Regions from separate parts of the Mus musculus genome. Here region 1 is linked to region 2. The links are chromatin contacts, called in public HiChIP or PLAC-seq maps. All regions are on one chromosome and are shown on one strand. Each heading gives the region's core, a stretch centred on a gene start, on an enhancer-like site or on the middle of the called end of the contact. The rest is flanking DNA. Distances are from core to core; before and after follow the strand shown.

Evidence for each region. HiChIP or PLAC-seq counts read pairs in DNA pulled down with a chosen protein or histone mark.
Region 1: an H3K4me3 HiChIP or PLAC-seq map of neural progenitor cells shows a contact between it and region 2, with 85 read pairs. The contact joins the promoter of Sdccag8 here to the enhancer-like site in region 2. A contact is called at or near these places in 3 of 39 promoter capture datasets (the 3T3-L1 cell line, the C10 cell line and macrophages), 1 of 15 datasets of contacts at CTCF or cohesin (CD8 T cells), 1 of 484 Hi-C or Micro-C datasets (myocytes), 6 of 115 datasets of contacts at active chromatin or transcription factors (CD8 T cells, the HPC-7 cell line, the SCID.adh cell line and 3 more) and 3 of 9 other capture datasets (adipose tissue, liver and pancreatic islet).

What each region holds. Positions count from the first base shown.
Region 1 is chr1:176,813,274-176,815,973 of GRCm38.p6, reverse strand. It overlaps Sdccag8 (serologically defined colon cancer antigen 8), which reads right to left and starts at 1,314. Exons shown (of 18, transcript NM_029756.3): 1 at 919-1,314. The coding sequence starts at 985. It also overlaps a transcript of Cep170 not described here.
Region 2 is chr1:176,774,310-176,777,009 of GRCm38.p6, reverse strand. It overlaps Cep170 (centrosomal protein 170), which reads left to right. Exons shown (of 20, transcript NM_001099637.2): 8 at 2,100-2,576. Among named protein-coding and RNA genes, the nearest start is that of Mir350, 3.2 kb to the right of the region's middle. Within about 2 kb of position 1,374, at least 4 of the 459 cell types and tissues checked have an H3K27ac peak or open chromatin away from gene starts, as enhancers often do. A contact at or near this core is called in neural progenitor cells, where this site is marked.

The DNA of each region.
Region 1 (2,700 bases), core at 65-2,564, 39 kb before region 2:
ACACATTTCTTGCTACAGATTTCTTAACTTCTGAAAATAAATCAGTCTTATGTTCATTATTCTTTTGGTTAACTTGTTCTCCATAATAATCATGTTGTAGTTGACACCACGAATTCACTATAACAAAGTCTCAAGTTTCCGGAGATTTCACATGTGGTCAAAAGAACAGAGCTAGCTAGCTATGAGTATGGAGAGCACTTTGCCAGATAATTATTCTTCTGGTTCTTTGCTCAGAAAACTTGAATTAACTAAGCTAGGCTTCGATTATAGTAATTATTACTTGATTAATAAGAAAGGCATAGGCTTTGAAGGTGGATAGGCCTGAATTCTGTACATGCCTTTGCCGCTACCAACCAGCTGTGTGAGTTTTGGCTTTGGTTTCCTGACCAGTAAAATGGAGTCATTAGTGAGATAAAGTTTTAAATACTTTGCTATATGAAAATAATGTAGATCAGTAGATATTGTATTATTTCAAATAACTATTAGTGTTTTCTTTCTGGACTTATACGTCAGATTTGCTATACTACACCAGAATTTGCATGTGTAAGAAATATAAATAAGGAATTTATTGAATTAAACAGCAACAGTATGGCAACAGGGTAAAAGTGGCATGGAGCTGCCCATGAGTTTGTGCTGGCACTGGTTGATAAGACACTTAAATCAAGATGTAGGTTCCTTGTTGGGTCAGGTAACCAACCACAAGGATAAGGATAATGCTGCTTAATCCTAAAAACAAAACTAAAAGATTTCATCCATAAGGTCAGAGCAACATCGGTCGTCTTCCTCCACAGCCTGGCTAGTGCTCAAGGAAAGTCTCTGGAAAAAACAAAACAAAACAAAAACAAAAAAACAAAAAACAACCCACTATTGCCCGTGGTACCTAAGAGCTACTAGGCACTGAGATTCGGAGCAACTCACCCCGGAGACTCCGTTGGTATTGCCCCAGACTGTCCTCCAGGGTAGAGTTCCCTGGGGACTTCGCCATGGGGTCAGAGATGGGAGTTATGCGGGAAAGTATCCAGTGCACCCCTCCGAGGACAGGCCTAGCGCTGGGGATGAGGGGATGCCTGCCTGCTTCCTGTCGCTGCTGTCACTAGGGAACCAGGAACCCCGGACCGAGCTCCTAGGGGCTCTTCCTACCCCCTGGCCCTCATGGTGAACGTCGGGAATTGTAGTTCTCAGGCTTAAAGCCTGCAGCCTCGAGAGTCCTATGAGCCTTCCAGCTATACTACGCTTCCCAGAGGGCTATGCGCTCGGAGCGCCACTCCGACAGTTTAGCGGCCTGAGGCTGTTGCCAAGAGACGGGTTGGCGCGCCGCGCCCTTTCCCTTTTGCATCGCTTGGATTAGTCCCGCTGTCCTGCCATCCTCAGCCAGCTGGATAGACTCGCTGACAGAACCGGCCCGGTGAAGGACTTAAGACTCTTCAAAACGGGCCGGTGTGGAGTTGATCCCTGAGCCCTCGCAAGCATTCACTGCAAACTCGGTTTTAGTTAGGAGTTCTGTCAAAACTGTTTTTCTCTAGAAAATGAAGTGTAAATCTTCCAAACAGCCAAACTGTGAAAGTGACGGACACTGCAACTCCTAGCCTGCTCAGAGCCCCGCCCTCCGCGTGGAGTTGGCGCGCTGCCCGCTGGGAATCGTAGTCCTGGTTGGTTGCGGTCCCACTCCAGCCAAGCGGCTCTTTATTGTTCAAGACTGTCTTGAGGGCACGCCTGCGCAGTGGGCAGCTGCGAGAGCGTGTGGGTGAGACCCTCTGCAAAGCCCCCTTTCATTGTCTGGGTCTGGCGCCTGCGCAGTGAGGCATCGCTGGGCCCTGGCTGGAGGAGGGAGAGGACCTGGCTCGCTGCCCTTTGCGAGGCGCCTGCGCACTGAGCTGCCGTTCGCTGCCGTTCCCGCTATGTGTGGGGCGTGTGTGGAATAACGTTATTGCCCAGCGGAACCGAGGGGCCCCCAGCTCCACGGCGGCGGCGACGACGACGACGACAACGGCGAGGGGGTGGGGGGAGGACAGCGTGGCAGAGACAGACGGGACGCGCCGCGCCCCGCCTCCCGGTCCGGTCCCTCTCTGCGGTGAGGGGTAAGTGATGCGCTCGGGGTCGGCATGGCCCGGGATTCTGCACATCCATAGCTCCGGCGGCCGGGGCCGGGGCCTGGGCGCGGCCCGCGGCGGGATGGAGTGCGGGCCTGGAGGGCGAGGGGCGCCACCGGGACGCCCCGCGCGGCCGCCGCCCTCCCGTCCCCTCCCTCCCCTCCCCCATGGGCTGCGGCCGGCTGCACAGGGCCGGCTTCCCTTCAGTGCGCCCGGTCCTCTTCTGTTCACTCCCGCTTTGTGTAGCCGCCGCCTGAGCTGCCTGGGAACGCTGCGGGCGGAGCGTCTAAGGAATGGCTGCGCTGCCGCTGGGCAAGGGAGTTTTCCAGGGCGCCCATCCCTTTTGTAGGGTTGGTTTCGGGGTGTGAGGAGGGTGGCGGCGGTGAGGAGGGGGTGACGGACGACTAGCCTTCAGATGGCGTTGGGAGGGCGTGGAAGACGTGCTGTCACGCAGGCTGCCGGGCGACAGCACACCACGTAGCCTCCAGCTCGGTAGTAAACCCACGGGAGGAGCGAGTGGCTTCCTGTGGGCTTCATTGTCCCAAGATTCAGTTGTTGGGTTTGGGTCTAGTTCACTTCCATTTTTATTCAAGGGAGAGAGAGAGAGAGA
Region 2 (2,700 bases), core at 125-2,624:
ATCTCAGCTCCAAACTTTGTCTCTGTAACTTCTTCCATGGGTGTTTGTTCCCAATTCTAAGAAGGGGCAATGTGTCCACACTTTGAGAGCTCGTGTCTCTAGCTGCATATGTATCAGAAGATGGCCTAGTCGGCCATCAGTGGAAAAAGAGGCCCGTTGGTCTTGGAAACTTTATATGCCTCAGTACAGGGGAATGCCAGGGCCAAGAAGTGGGAGTGGGTGGGTAGGGGAGTGGGGGGGGGGGCGTATGGGGAACTTTTGGGATAGCATTGAAAATGTAAATGAAGAAAATACGTAATTAAAATAAAATAAAATTTTAAATTAAAAAAAATTCCTTAAATTATTCCACTATGAATTTGAAAGGGACCACTGGTCTTGAAATAAATCTCTATCACATACTAAAATTTCCACATAATCTAACTTTAATTTTATAACTGCTATTAAAAAATTAAACCATTTGTCTTAAGTCACTATGGAATGTAATATCTATATCACTACCTTTTTAGAGAAATCTAAGAACAATTTAAGTTTTTCCTTTATTATTGAGAATCATCATTAAGTTATTGAACAATACCTTACAGTAGTGTTCCCCAGAGCCTGAGCCTCTCAGGTATGGGGATACTATGTTTTCAAGGCCAATTACCTGCTCGTGATTTTCATCTTACCTCTCTGCTTGCTGTAATAATTTCTCTGAGATACTTTGACTTTTCATTGGTAAACCCAATGGAATTAATTTTGAAAAGAATAATTTTTACTTTGTGTATTTCTATTCTTAAATATTCTTAGACTTTTTATATTTTTTTGACAGTATGAACATGGCTATCATGATTATTACTATTTTAGTAATGGAGCCTTATATCCTTTTACCTTATATATCTTATATATCATACCCCACATACTTAATGACAAGACTATTGCTCTCATTCTGTAACATAAAAGATTTTTATAATTTCATATTTAATATATAATGACATCAATTATAGCACCTAATGAATTGTACAGAGATGTAATATTTGAAGATATTTCAGAAGACTAAATACTTTGTGTAATTTTTAAAAACTGATTAAAAACAGCCTACTTTGTCTGTATTACCTTTTCTCCCCAGTAAATTGTAATTGATTTACTATGAATATGATTAAAATAAAGTTGATATTTGAGCCTTAGGCAAATTTATTTTAATCCAATTCTTTTATGATTGTAGGCTATTTTGGTAATAGATAGGCTTTTATTTTCTCAACCAAAGGATAGGTTTATCTTCACCTCCTTTCTTGTACATCTACCTTAATGCTTAAGAACAGCTTCTCACAGCTTTATGCAGTGTCTTAAGCAATGGAGGAATTGTCACAGTGCTCTGTGTTTGTCCCCCTTGCCACTCACTGGTTGCTATGCAGCTTTCACCCACGTCCTTTGGGTTTTGTACACACTCTGCTGTGCAGAGCTGTAAACTAAGTCTCTTCCAGACTTACTGGCTGACAACAGAATTTTCTGTTCTTGCATTGTTTCTTTCATACTGCTGCTTAGATGGCCATTGCTGCAAGCAAGCCACACGTTTTATCACTAACCACTTTCACCTAATAATGTGTGTCATCTCCCAAGCTTCCATAATATCAGTTTTGTCCTAGAGTGGGCTCTGAACATTATAATTGAGACTGGTAAGTGGAATTGTTAATTCCAAAGCATCGCTTATGTATTAATTTCATATCTCCATCTTCACCTGACTACCTCTTCACTATTAGAGCCCTACATTATTCACAAATGTTTCAAATAGCCCATTCGGTGACGTGTTGAGGCTATTCATGCTTTTTCTATCAAACAGTGTGTGTATATGTACAGAGCATCTCCATCCATACTTTAATTCTTTCTCACCTTGAGTTTTCCTGCTTTGCTTTTTTTTGGCATTGCTGCTGTTCACCTTGCATCTCCTGATCATAGTCAAGACCGTTCCTTGTCTGTTACATCTGTCTAACATACGAGTGCAATTCTTTTCATCCAGGCTGTTAATCTGCCTTCTGATTCTCAGAATAGTAATGGTCATTACCAATGACCCTCATGCTTCAGGCTTCCAAATATTTTGAATTCTCTCTCCTTTTCCTCATTAGGGTGCAGCACAGAGGCCAAGCACGTGGAGGGACAGTCTGCGGCTGCAAGTGAAGAAGCACTTTTTCCCTTCTGTAGGGAGCCAAGTTATTTTGAAATTCCTACAAAAGAATTCCAGCAGCCATCACAAATAGCAGAGAGCACTATTCATGAGATTCCAACAAAAGACACACCAAGTTCCCATACAGCAGGTGCAGGGCATGCTTCATTTACCATTGAATTTGATGACAGTACGCCAGGAAAAGTAACTATTAGAGACCATGTGACAAAATTCACTTCTGACCAGCGCCACAAGTCAAAGAAGGCCTCTCCAGGAACTCAAGACTTGCCAGGAATTCAGACAGGAATGATGGCACCAGAAAATAAAGTAGCTGACTGGCTAGCCCAAAACAACCCTCCTCAAATGGTGTGGGAAAGAACAGAGGAGGATTCCAAGAGCATTAAAAGTGATGTTCCTGTGTACTTGAAAAGGTTGAAAGGTAAAGTGATCTTCAGAGATTCCTATTGTATCATAAGTTACCAGACAGACTACTGTTACTTAATTATACACTGGAAAATATCTTTTTCAAAATTTACGTTTAATTTTAAAGCTCAAGAGCAAAC